2 separate regions of the Mus musculus genome follow, and region 2 is linked to region 1. Evidence: chromatin contacts called from public Hi-C data. All regions are on one chromosome and are shown on one strand. Each heading gives the region's core, a stretch centred on a gene start, on an enhancer-like site or on the middle of the called end of the contact. The rest is flanking DNA. Distances are from core to core; before and after follow the strand shown. Region 1 overlaps Gm45959 (a long non-coding RNA gene). Region 2 has its middle 43 kb from the start of Plekha5.

What was found. Hi-C and Micro-C count contacts between places; a contact is called where the count stands out from the background.
Region 2: a contact with region 1 is called in a Hi-C map of uterus, with 10 times the contacts expected there. The contact joins two enhancer-like sites. A contact is called at or near these places in 5 of 39 promoter capture datasets (the 3T3-L1 cell line, the C10 cell line, cranial neural crest and 2 more), 1 of 484 Hi-C or Micro-C datasets (uterus) and 1 of 9 other capture datasets (adipose tissue).

What each region holds. Positions count from the first base shown.
Region 1 is chr6:140,055,878-140,062,933 of GRCm38.p6, forward strand. The region is part of intron 2 of Gm45959 (a long non-coding RNA gene); the gene reads right to left. It also overlaps the pseudogene Gm44156. Among named protein-coding and RNA genes, the nearest start is that of Gm45959, 10 kb to the right of the region's middle. Within about 2 kb of position 3,059, at least 4 of the 459 cell types and tissues checked have an H3K27ac peak or open chromatin away from gene starts, as enhancers often do. A contact at or near this core is called in uterus, where this site is marked.
Region 2 is chr6:140,377,615-140,384,670 of GRCm38.p6, forward strand. No RefSeq gene overlaps it. Among named protein-coding and RNA genes, the nearest start is that of Plekha5, 43 kb to the right of the region's middle. Within about 2 kb of position 3,742, at least 13 of the 459 cell types and tissues checked have an H3K27ac peak or open chromatin away from gene starts, as enhancers often do. A contact at or near this core is called in uterus, where this site is marked.

The DNA.
Region 1 (7,056 bases), core at 1,809-4,308:
AGAAGCCAAAGTTTCCAACTTTCTGAAAATACACAGAAGAGAGGCCAATGCTCAGGGTGCAGAGATCCGAGTGGCAGCCTGGACAGTTTCTTCCCAGTGCCCCAGCCCGGGGCTCTCTCTCTCTCTCTCTCTGAGACTTCATCAGGGGAAGAACACAGCAGCTAGGGTATTTCTGTGTCCCACAAACACACACACAACAAACCAAGCCCGTGGCTTTCTGCCAGAGGAACGAGAGCTTGTGAAGGAACTTCTCAATGCGAAGTCAGAGAGTAACAGAAACAATAAAGAAGTAGGGGAAGAAGCAGGGAGAGAAGATGAGTGTCATCTCAAAGCCCTTGCGCCCTGGGAAGGATGAGCCAAGAACCACATCCTCTGCTCCTAATCCAAGCATCCACAGTTGGGGCAGCTCTAGGGACCTGGAAACAGCACAGCAGCTCCACACTCAGGTGCTTTGTGTGTGTGTGTGTCTGTCTGTCTGTCTGTCTGTCACTGGGAGACAACAGTCCACTGGTGCGTCACACAACATAGTGGTCCTGATTTGGACTGTCTTTGTCTTGTTCCATATAGTCTCTGTCTATAAGTGACTCAATCCTTTTGTCAAATATCCAGGCTTCACGGGAAATTTCAGCTGATTGTATAACTCAGACACTAGGAGATAATGACCAAGAATCCTCTGCATTTTCTTTATTCTGACTACAACTGCGTCGATCTTGCACTGCCTAGCCTGGAATACTCTCTCTGTGGTGCTAACCTGTTCTTCAACGGTCTTCTTCATCCTGATTTGATTGATCTTTTTTCTGAACAACTTGTGTTTGAAGTCTTCATTGAAGATGAACTTATCTCCATCTTCCACCTTCTTTCCTTTCGGACTTTTAATCAGGACCCGTGCTTTACCACCGTCGAGAGATTGCAGTGTGCTCAATTCGCTGTCCTCTCCTTAAAGTCTGCCTTCAACATGGCATGTCCCAGTGTTGTCTGCCATTGCAGCTTCCGGACACTGCGCTTGCCCAGGTAGAACATCTTGAATACTTCCTGAAGTCTGACCATCTCTGGAGGGAGGCGCACTTTCATGGGTGTGTATGTGGCCCAGTAGCCCATGGTGAGTATGTTCACCGTGAGGTCAATGGGGCCTGGTGCACTTTGGTTCGCATATGCTGTTTGAAGTGAACCATGAGGTCTTTGGAGAGCTCCATGTCCTTGGACATGCCCTCCAGCTTGCTGGTAAATGCAGCTCCACACTCTGCGTATGTGAAAAAAGGGTGAGATAGAGCTGGCATGGTGCCCGCCCGGGGACCGGCCCACCCTGAGCTCACCACACTTGAGCTTGGACAGCACGGACTTCTCTGCATCCATCGACGCTCTCTTCCCGACCAGCAGCAATTTTGCCATGTCTTTCTTATAAAACGTTTCAAAGACGTCTTTACCATGGATGAAACAAAATAGAGACATGATCCTGTCCAGGATCCTCTCCGGCTCCTCGTCGGTTGCTTTTTTGTTGCCCTCATCACCTAGCAATGAGCTCTGCAGGCTTGTATGTTCTCTTGTTGATGAACATCTCGAAGGACTCCTTCATCGGGTTGATGAAGCACTCATTCCTCTGGAAGCATACCTCCACCATGTGGTCCACTTTGTCCTCAAATTCCAGCAGGTGTTGGACCATGTCTTTGTCTTTCTCAGGATTGATGACAATGGTTGTCCCAAAGTCGTGAACAAAGTGGAGAGGCTGTGGACAGGAGGCTGCTTTGGAGTTTGCTAAGCACACTCTCAGATCTCCGGGTGCAGAAAGACTCATTTAACCTGAAGTTCTAGGAAGAGACTGTCTATGCTGCTGAAGGTCAGAGGCTGATGCAGGACAGGGAGGTTCTAGAATACCTTAGCCATGTGAGGAAACGTCTAGAAGAGGAAGCAGACCGAGTGATCACCTTCTTAGACCACAGCACACAAAAACCTTTGGCTGCCTGTGTGGAGAAACAGCTTTTAGGAGAACATTTGACAGCAGTTCTGCAGAAAGGGCTGGAGCTCCTGCTGGGTGAGAACAGGCTACCCAACTTCACCCAGATGTACCAGCTCTTCAGCCGGGTGAAAGGGGGGCGGCCACGCTGCTGCAGCACTGGAGCCATCAAGACGTCTTAAAGCTTGTCCATCATGACTTCTCTCCACCCGAGAAACTTTTACACGACCTCAGGTTTACAGGGGCACAACGTACAAACAAAATATTGACTGATGGCCAATCACAAATTTATTTTAAAGCGATTCTTTAGTGTACATATGATTCAATCATTTATTAAAGATTAAAATCAATTTGCATCCTGATGAGATGGTAGGGATTGTTTAGCAAACACAGTACAGCACAGCAATATGCTAATGCATGCCAAGGACTGATAGTAGCAAGATATTAAAAGTCTTTGTTATCCATAATGACATCACTTTATGGCAGTATAGAAACCTTTAGATGTACAATGGCAACACTGTGCTTCCTGGCATGCAACGATCTCCATTCTGAGCTGCATTTCGGGCAGCTTGTGATGGTGTCGTGGGGTGTGATGTGCGCAGAGTGCAAAGTGCACATACGTGTTCAGATCTGAGGCTGCACATGCGTTCTCAGACCTGAGGCTGCATTGATTCCCCATGATGCAATGTGAACAGTAACTACCAAAGACAACTCAACTTTTGTGTGTTTTATTTTGAATTAATTTAGGGGGCTCTGTGCCTCCAGAAACCCTTTACACTTGCCAGATTTTTATAGCTCTTACATTCAGTTACACAACCCCAGTCAGGGTTATGACCCACAACTAAAGAAGCTTTGAGTTCAATAAGATAGAGAGTTCGACTCTTTCCCCTCACTCTCCCCAGACATAGACAAGCCCTTCATTTATGGGTTACAAGGCCAGACACTAACCTTAAGAATGCCCATTCTTTATCTCCTACATGACAAACTAAATTGTGTATCCCTGCGCCCTAAAGACGACCAACATGACACAGGACTGAGCGTTCCTTATTCATCTGTCTGAGATCCCCCTCTGATGACATAAACAGACACCGCTGGCAAACCATCTGGATGTGGCTTGTGTGCTCTTCCCTATCAAGTCTAAGGCAAAGCCTCCCTCCCCGAACACTCTGCCCCTCAGCTCTGGACAGCTCACTTTATTACAATATTCTGGAAATTTCCCATTCGTTGCTTGTTCTGGTTTGTTCCTTTAATAGTCCACAGACATAACTACAGAAACATACTGTACGGAGACACCAGGTACAAAGGGTCAGATTCACCAAAAACACAGAGCAGCTTGCTGTTCTGGACACAGAGCTCTGGCTGGGGCCAAAGCTCAAGAGACTTCAGGGGGGACAGCAAAGCTGAGAACCTTGCATATTGAAGTTAGCTTTTGATCTTTAATGCTGTGGTGTTCCTGCCTTCATCCCAGCCCTTCTTGAAGACTAAGTGACTTGGCCACTAGCAGCGAACAGGTCCTGTAAGGGAGGAAGAAAGTAAATATTAAAGGTGTCACTGAAAAGAACACTGTACCCTACAGTGGAAACCTTTGGCTGACAAATCCTTAAAATCCTCAGAAAAAAAAAATCAGAAAAACTGTATGTCCGCTAGTACATTTTTAACTCAATATTGACACTCCAGTCTCTTTCCCAGGTGCTGGGATTACGGACACGCACCGACGTGCGGGGCTACAAGATTTGTCTTTAAAAGTTTAAAGAGTTCTGTAGAATTTGGGGATTTTAAGGATTTGCCAGGAGAGCACAGTGCATATTAAAGCAAGCACACACTGTAGTGAATAGAAAGGAGGACTTTTCTTATGATAATGTCACTCGGCTCTTTAAATCCTATTAAACATTTAAAATTTTTATTGCAATCTTTTACTGTGTGACTGTGGGAGAGGGGGGAGTACATTCATGCCAAGCAACCGCACATGTGTGGAGGTCAACGGGCAACTGGAAGCAGGTGATTCTCCTTTCACCCCGAAGTTCCAGGAATCATATTCTGGGTGTCAGGTTTAGCAGCAAGCTCTTTGTTGTCTGTTGAGCCATCTTTCCAACCCCTGATTTTATTTTACAGGCACACACACACACATTAGCCCCCAAAATTATTTCTAAAATAATGTTAAATGACAACTTTTTAGGGCCCTTCTATTGTATTGACCACACACACACAAAAAAAAAAAAAAATTCAAAGTTGCCTCGTTGTACAAGGTACTCTTATCCTATTGTTAAAATCAATATTCTAAGTTTAGAGCACGGAAAAAAATCAGGACTCTTTCATGCCCAGACTCATGCCTGTAACTCATTCACTCCTGTCTTATTTAATCCAATACAAGCTGACCATGAAGGAGGTACTATAATAATGCATTTACTATATTTTTGAAACACATCAAGATCCAAGAACAGTGGGATCAGCTTGTTCAATAGTGGAAATTTTACTAAGCACCTTTACTGTGCAAAACCAAACCATATTATTAAGCCAACAGCTAAATATGGGGGTTAGAGGGAGGTGGCAAGGCTTAATTTTGCATCCAATAAGTGTTTATTTATGCATACTTTTCGAAATATAAAATTCAGGGCTGCTCAGATAATAGAGTACTTGGGTATCTCGCACAAAGCCCAGTGGGTCAATCTTCATCCCAATACAAAACTTCACTCACCAGATAAGGACAGGGGAGTGAGAAGCCCAATGTCATATTTTACTACAAAGAGAGTTTAAGGTGAATGGGAGACACTGTCTCAACCAAACAAGAAATATAAAAATCGTTGTGAGAAAATCAGATTCTTTAATATTCACGAGGAGCCACGAAGACAACATTTTCATATCGAATATAACATGATTTATCCAAAGTTTGTAAGAACTATGCAAAAAAATACATGATTGACTATGATGGACAGTTTGGTTTAAGAGCAATTGGTGACATGAGAATAGTCTCAATTGTTAATGGTCCTTTGGAGTTCATTTGTCTTGTATAACTCAGCAATAGACCCAGAGCCAAAGTTTCCTTGCCATTTATGACAGAAATTACATGAACTGCATGAAAATTATTTCATCTAAAAGTAAGCATATTTTTGCTAGCTGAAGTAGAAACATTAAATATTTTATAGATTAATAAAAACAGAGTAAATATATTTTGAAGTAGGACATAGAAGCTGCAGCCTGGAATCCCAGGACTGGGGAGGCTGAGGCAGGGGGATCACCATGAGTCCTCAGGGCAGCCTGGAATGTAGAGTAAGACTCTGCCTCAAAACTAACAAGCAGAGAAAGAGAGACTAAATACCTTATGGAACGGCTCAGAAGTAAGTTTATTTGAGTAAAAGATAAGCTCCCATCTGAGAGAAATGAGATGTTTACCCACAGTTTATTGGCAGCAACCTTCAAAACCTTAATAGTCCCAATTTCAGTACCATGTAAATGAAGTGTTTGATAGACAGGGAGTGAAATCCTGGGTTCAGTTGTTGACTCTCCATCTTGAGCAGTGAACGTATTTGTGAATGCCTTGGAAATTACTGACAAGAAGCCCTTAGTTTTTACTGGAAATCTTTGCTCTTAAGGTTCTCCCTTCTCCTTCCTCCCCATGCTCCTCCCCTCCCTTCCCCTCTGAAATCTTATTTTGCTGTTGTCATTTGTGTTTTGTTTTGAGACGGGGCCTCACTAAGGAGCCTTGCCTGAGCTGGAACTCACTGTGCAGGCACCAGGCTGACCTCAAATTCCCAGACATCCTCCTGCTTCCACCTCCCTAGTGCTGGGACTAGAGGCGTGTGCCAGCAGGCCCGTCATACTCTCTTAGAAGGGTGTACTCCAAGCAGTGGGCATGGCCAAGTTCAGAGCACTGACAGCACTCAGGTATTCTTGGGACCTGGAACTCTTCATAGCCTGAGGAAACATCCCTTAGTAAGCAGAGTGGTGGGAGGTGAGGCTGTGAAAAGGATGGTTGCAACAGAGACCTTTCTCGAACAGTGTGAGCTGTTCTCTGCAGACAGGACACAGGAAAAGTACAGTATATAGAAACCAGGCCTCTAAGAGTTATCTTTTACTTTTCATCATAAGACCCAAACATAATTCTCATTCAGTCTGAACACTGATGCTGTCTGCCTTCTATAAGGTGAGAAATCTGTCCCTGAGAGCTAATCTTCTAGCAGAGAGATGTGGGGATGGAAAAGGGTGGGATGGGATGGATGGCATGGGATGGGGTGAAGTAGGTTGGGAGGAGAGGAAGGAGGAAGGGAAGGGGTAGGAAAGGTTACGGAACTCAGCAGCAGGAGCATTCATCACTGTTCAAACATTTGAATTCGCATCAGGGAAGACTGTGTCCTGTCTATTGGAACAGTACAAGAGCATGCCTGTAATCCCAGCACTGAGGAAGCAGGAAGGGGAATCCCTGGAACTCACCTCAGACCAGTGAGAGAACCGATCTCAAAATGGGGCAGAGGATACAGACCCTGAGGAACTACACAAACACATGTGTGCGCACACACACACACATACACATGCACACACATACACACACACACACATATATATACACACACATACATACACATGCACACACATACATGCACACATATATACATGCACACACATACATACACACACATATATACATACCCACACATACATACACATGTACACACATACACCCACACATACATACACACACATATACTCACATACATACACACACGCATACACACACACATATACTCACACATACACACACACCACATGTAAAATAGAAGGTGAGGGACAAATGAGACCATCAAGAGGGGGCTGAGAATAATCAGAACAAAGTATGATGACCCATGTTTATGAACATGCCATAATGAAGCTCTGGAGGCAAACTTTATTTTTTAAAGCATTTAAGTAGTGCCTGTTGATTGCTTAGCTTTCTTTATGAGAAAATAAAAGAGATTTTAATAAAAAATTTCAGGCAAATGTCTGTGTTTTAGAGTCTAGCCTATTTAAGTAACTGGCATATAAAGACATTTAAAATGTTTTGTGCATGTAGAATAGAAAGGGGCCTCTTTTTGGCTAACAATTTATCTAAATTAGGTAGCACATAACTTTAT
Region 2 (7,056 bases), core at 2,492-4,991, 320 kb after region 1:
GGTAGAAAGACTTCTCTTCAGGAAACCTTTACTTAGCAGAACAATTACCATATTCTGTAAACCTATCGATTTCTCCTCATTGTGGAGATGGAAAATGCAAACAGAACTGCGTATTTACTCATTTCATCTTCTAGAACCTTGGCTCTGTGACCTCAGTGTTTTATCCCTTGTGCATGAAAGAAAGGCTGTCTCCAGAGGTTTCCACAGCGGTTACTGATAGATGCAATTCTGATGAATGAAAAATTGGGAGTTCCCTTTACTTCAGTATGTATGTATGTATGAATGTATGTATGCATGAATGTGTGTATGTATGAATGTATGTATGTATGAATGTATGTATGTCTCTGTCCCCCACTCCTCTGTGTGTGTGTGTGTGTGTGTGTGTGTGTGTGTGTGTAGTTAGATTTGGCCCCACTATCGTTTTTCTTCTTGGTAAATGCTAGCATTTGACAGCCATTGTATTGGTTACTTGTAACATGTGGCTAATTGACTTAAAGTTGGGGAAATAATGAGCAGGCTCCTAATATAATGTAATATAATTATAATCCACTTCATAAACCTGAAGCCGAAGCCTGAGTGAGGAGAACGTGAGAGAAAGACGGCTGAGCCTAGGAAACATGCAGTGAGTGTGGCATGTTGGAAATACTTCTAGAACTACCTGAATATTAGTTCCTCACAGAAGGTGAGTGAAGATGACTGAGACGGATGGAGTTCAGCCTTTATCCGTGTGAAGTGTGCAGGCTGCGGACCAGGCACCTGAAACCCAGACTCCTGAAGTTCACACAGACCCACATAGTCCCGAATTTGTATTTCCAACAGGGCAGGTGCCGTTTGCATCTTGGATGTTCTTATCCCTAGCACTCCAGATATGGAGATGAGTGTGCATCCTTTTAGATGTGTGCTATGAGTTCTATAGCTATTACTGCCACATAATTCCTTTGAGTTGCCTCACCTGGGGGAAAGGGGAAGGTAGTCAATGAAATTCTGCCACTTAGAGCCACTCATTAACTATGGTTTAACAATGGTGCAGGACACAGTGTAGGGGGACAAAGAGGCCTACAGATCACAGGCAGCTAGGCCAAGTACAACACTACCGAATTAGTTTATTTTTTTATTTTGAGATAGGTCTCTCTCAGTTGTCCAGCCTGACCCTGAAGTCAGTCTGTGACCCAGGCAAGCCTTAACCCAGCAATCCTACTGCCTCAATCTCCAGATATGTTTTCTTTCTCCTTAGGGAGTGATACCCAGATGGACAGTAGAAGCACAATGGGAGACAAGTCATGGGACACACATAAGAAGAGTGGTGGTGCATGCCTCTTATCCCAAGACTGCAGAGGCAGGCAGGTCCCGGAGTTCTAGGCCAGCCTGGTCTACAGAATAAGACCCTGCCTGAAAAAGAGGAAGCTTAAAACTATAACTCCAGTCCCAGGAGATCTGATGCCCTCTTCTCATATGCCCTGGCACTAGGCATTATAGGGCAGTGGGCTTGGGGGAATAAAGGGAGTGGGAGAAAACCCGCTCCCACCAGAGTTCTGGTGCTCTGGGCAGGCAGACACAGGAGGATTTCTGCACGCTTTCCACGCAGCCCCTTGTGGGTGTCTGGCTGTGGGAAGCCATGGAACCCTGGTCTTACTCTGTAGACCAGGCTGGCCACCAGGGGGTGGACAAGGGGCAGTCCAATGTCTCTGGGCCTCACTGAGGCCAGAAATAACAGGTTCTCAGTCTTGGGCATCCCAGATGCCGCTGGACACCGAAGAAGAGCTGAGAACAAATTGGCTTGGTCATCCCCAGGGCAGAAGGGAGGAGAGGACAGGAAGAGAGTAGGCACTAGATGGTTCCCACGAGGGTGAGAGTCCTTCGTCCAGGCAGTGGCTGGAGTGCAGGAAGGCCTTCTGGTGGGAACTTAGACGCGGCTCTTTAGGGGAAATCATATCCCATCACGGTGGGCCTTGGTGAGAAGAGATGGTCTATGATTTTAGAACTTTATTGTAGAAAAGCAGGGAGAAATAGAGAAGGTAAAAGGAAGAGAGAGGCCAGCCATAGCCACGTGGAAAGAAGGGGGGAAGGGAGGAGAAAAGGAGAGCTAGAGATGAGAGTAAGAAAGGTGAGAGCTTAAGAGAGAGAGGGACAAGCAGGGACAAGAGAGAGGAAGGGGGACAAGCAGGGACAAGAGAGAGACGAGAGAGGAAGGGGACAAGCAGGGACAAGAGAGAGACAAGAGAGAGGAAGGGGGACAAGCAGCTCCTCTTATAGTGGGTTGGGTGACCTTGATGTTGCCAGGTAACTCTGGGAAGGAGTACGCCTGGCTATAGTCAGGTAACTGTGATGGTAGACTCTAGCTGGAATGCCAGGAGCTTGGGGCTTTATCTGCGTGACTGATAGTCACAGAATTATGGAACTGGGGCTCTGTGGTGTCAGGCACCTGTCTCTGGGAATGTGGCTCACTGTTCCGTCCCTTGTAGAGTTTTCTACTGAGTCTCCGGAGCAAGCCTCATTCAACCAAAACAGGCTGCCTTTCACAGTCCCACAAGGCATGATGGACAGACATACATGCTGGCAAAAGAACCATACACATAAAATTTAATTTACAAAGTAAAATTAGAGGTGAGTCACATGTTAATCTCAGGGCAATAATAATGAGTAGCCTTCATGCTCTTCTCGGCAGCTGACAGGTCATCCTGACCAAGTATAAAAAGAGAAATATCTGAATCGAATGACTTCGTAGATAAAAAGAATTTAACAGATTTTCACAGAGTGTTCCATCCAGATACTGAGGAATACACATTTCTTCCAGCAGCCCATGGAACTTTCTCCAAGATAGGTCATATATTAGGGCAAAACCAAGTCTTAGCAAGTAAGAAAGACTGAAATAATTCCTTGTATTCTATATGGCCACAAAGAAATTAACTAGCTAAGAAATTGAGCTTCAATGTCCATCATCTGATGCATAGATAATGAAAAATGTGGTGTGTATACACAAGGGAATTTTCCTCCACTATAAAAAAGACAACATTATGAAATTTACAAGAAAATTGAAGGAAGTAGAAAATATTATATTGTCTCAGTTAGGGTTTTATTGCCATGTAGAAGCAATGACCACAGCAACCCTTATAAAAGAAGACATTCCACTGGGGTTGGCTTATAGTTTCCGAGGTTTAGTTCATTATCTTTATGGCAGGAAGCATGGCAGCCTGCAGGCAGATACAGTGCTGGAGAAGGAGCTCAGAGTTCTACATCTTGATCTACAGGCTGCAGAACACTGTTACACTAGACATAGCTTGAGTATGTATGAGACCTCGAAGCCTGCTTCCTCCACATGTGTGTGTGTGTCCAAACATAAATAAAAGGGATTTTATACATTTTTTTTAATCATGACGGAAAAGAGTAGTGTGAGAGAGAGCTAGAACGGTGTCATGAGATCAGATCTTCTATAACCATGACTACAGGCTGAGTGACCTTGACACCTAGATCCACGGACTGACTCGGATCTAATCTCTCCTTCCAATCTCCCTCTTTCCATGGGGTGGGTGGTGGGAGGGAGGCGTGTGCTTCCATATCATCTCAGCACTGGATGTAACCACGCGGCTAATTTGACCCATGAGATGTCAGCGTAACACATGCAAAATCGAGAGCTGTGTCCTGGCAACTGGGTTTTTCATCTGTGTGTTGCTTGGAAGACCCCATGACCCGAGGCGGGAGCTCCAGCTGACCAATAAGCACATGAGCAGTAAATAACTGCTTATTGTCTTCCAGTGTCCTCAGCTGCAGGCTTGTGGGAGTCTGCCCAGAGCTGATGCAATGAGACTGAGTGGGTTTTGATGACACCAAATCACCCCTGGGATTCACTCTCACTGAGCCAGTCTCTTGCCAACCTTGTAGTGCTAGTAAACTGACTGAGAGATGGATATTTAATTCGTGTGTAATAGCAAGCCCTCCCGCCCAATTGTTTTTAAGTTGTGTTGCTTTCAGGTGGAACTCACAGGTGTGATTTATTTGGATTTATTTGGATGTAGCAATAAAGCAGCCACCTGTCTCTGTGGCGACTGCCAGAGCATTTGAAACTTTCTGCCTGTATATATTATGTATGTATTATAAACGTGGCAAAGGGCCTCTCCTCACACCGTGTATTCTGGGTTCTCGCAAGCATCATAGCATCGCAGCTGACTGACATGCCAATCATCACAGCTGACATGCCGATCACTGTGGTTGAGAAAATTTCTAAGTGACGGGAGAAGAGGAGCAGATTGCAAAAGAGGGAAATCTTCCTCAATGGCCCCTTTAGTCAGCAAACATCTGCATTTATAATACATATATTATATAGCACATATATGTATATACATATACACACATATGCATGATTACAAGATGGGGAACTCTTCCTCAATGGCCTCTTTAGTCAGCAGATATCTGCATTTATAATACATATATTATATAGCACATATATGTATACATATACACACATATGCATGATTGCAAGATGGGGAACTCTTCCTCAATGGCCTCTTTAGTCAGCAGACATCTGCATTTATAATACATATATTATATAGCACATATATGTATACATATACACACATATGCATGATTGCAAGACGGGGAACTCTTCCTCAATGGCCTCTTTAGTCAGCAGACATCTGCGTTTATAATACATATAATATATAGCACGTATATGTATACATATACACACATGTGCATAACATCTTTAAGAAAGAGATGCATGTCACTAGGCATAGTGTTCCAGAGTCTTCTAGGCTCACTAGCCTCAGGCCTCCCCTTCCCCTTGCCCATGCATTCACCTATGACCCTTTAGGGTCTTTTCTTCAATATTTGCCCAGAAACGGTGTTAGCCTCCTAGATCTACGAGGCCAGTGGTTCTCAATCTTCCAAATGTTCTGGTGATCCACCACCACCACCACCACAAAGTGATTCTGTTGCTAGTTCATAACTATAATTGTGTTAGTGTTATGAATTGTGACATAAATATATGGTGTGCATGGCTTCTGATACTGGACCACAAGGAAGTCACAACCCACAAGTTGAGAACCAGTAAACTAGAGCCAGGCACGATGATGGTACACATGAATTGTCCCAGCACTCGGAAGGTAGAGGTGGGAAGATCAGGAGTTCAGGGTCTCACTCACCTCTATATCCTAAGAGGCTAGCCGAAGATACATGAGGCTTTGTCTCAAAAATAAAGGCAGGATGGATATTTTTTTTTTCAGAATGAACTAGAATGAGAAAACCAAAAGTGTCAAAAAGTGAGAGAGAAATCAGAAGACTTTTATAGTCAACAGTTCAAGGCAGATAGAAGTACTCTACTTGTGACAGGTATTTACCAGGAAATAGTCATACTGAAAGTGTAATGTCTGACCTCCAAGGTCCATGGGGAAATAAAAATGTACTAATTCTGTATAAGAAACCTGGGAAGGCATACAGAAGAAAACTACCCCAGGAGTGCGCTGATGTTGGCCAAATTCCTAGGTGGAGCTCTAATCTCCTGTCTCTTACCACGTGATCTTATTTTCAAATAGAAAGATTAAAAATATCTGTACTCCAGCTGAGGTCATTCTAGGTTATGATTAGAATGGTCAGGAGACACGCTTACCCATGGTAAGACTGTGGCTGTGTACTTATAGATGTGGAGGTATCACCAAAACACATACAAACCAAGATGACCAAAGCTTGCCAGAAGCCCTGCAGAGTCTGGAGAGGAGGCGGGGAACAGATCAGTTCTCACAGTCCTCAGACAGAAGTAATCACTGCAGACACCTGGACATCAATCCTCCAGAACTGTGATAAAAATAAATGCCTTTCATCTAAGTTATCAAGTGTGTAGTAGTCTATTGCAGCTGCCTAGAAAACTTGCACCTGAGCCTTGACAGGAATTCCACAAATGGTCTTGTTTGGTTGTAAGCCCAGTTCCATACACGCTGTAGAAGAGCACACTCAACAAAGTACCCCAAGGCTTAAAAGATAGATAAGTAAATAAAGAGATAAATAGAAATTAACCATATGTAAAGCAAATTCTGTGTATCTTTGAGTGGTAGACCAAGACAAACTCCCTTTGCTCCTGTGTACTTCTAACCCTACTCGGGTCTCTGGAATCACTCATGAACTTTGTCATGGTAATGACTCACCCGGCTCCTTTCCGCTCTTCTAATTTTCAGCCATGTGTTTTTTCATCTGTCAATTCACCTCCACCCCAAGTACCAAATCTTAAGGTATCTCTGTTATGAGAATGTTTAATAAGCTCTGTTCCCCTGGGTTAATCATCTATCTAATTTGCTTGGACAATGATCAAACACCATCCTATTTAAAGAGGTTTTTCTTTTTCTTTTTCTTTTTTTTTTTTGTTTTTTTGTTTTTGTTTTTTGGTGTTTTTAGTGGCCAAGCCCCCACTTTTGGGGCTGGATCCAACTACCAGGTCACATGGGCAGCCATAAGTCCACCTTCCCCACTCCCCACATGGCTTGCCTGCTGGCACCTGCCCTAACTATCTGTGCCAGCTTGGTGGCTCTGCCCAAGCTCTGGATCCTTGACTCCTCTGCTCCGACCAGTCTAGCCACTAAAAGCCTCCGTCTAAGCTGTTTATGTCACAATAGCTAAAGAGGCTCCTTAGGCGAAATCTCTTTCCTTCTGGTCAAGAGAACAAAAGGTCTGGCCCGAGCAGAGACCGAACATAGCAACTTACCTTAAACATGAAAGTTAACGCAAGTGGGCGTCTGGTCAACTACCTGGGTAATGGACCACCCTTCCTCCAGGAAGGTGGGTTCACCTGAAGCCACACTGAAGAAATAGAACAAATAACTCCCTTTGGTAAGACGGTATACTCTTCCCTCCTCTCCCTGCCCCTAGCATGGTTGATTTTACAGAGCAGTAGCCACGTAACTTTGTAGGTCTTCCCACTTCTCTGAATTACTGAAAAAAATTATACCTTTTCCTCTGTCTCTTCCCTAAGCATGCTTTCCCTGATTCTTTGGGCTTCCTTCTTTCTCTAAAGCTTGGTCCCCTACCGTGTGGCTGCTTGTCCACCGTGCGGCTGACCTCCATGCAAGCTCA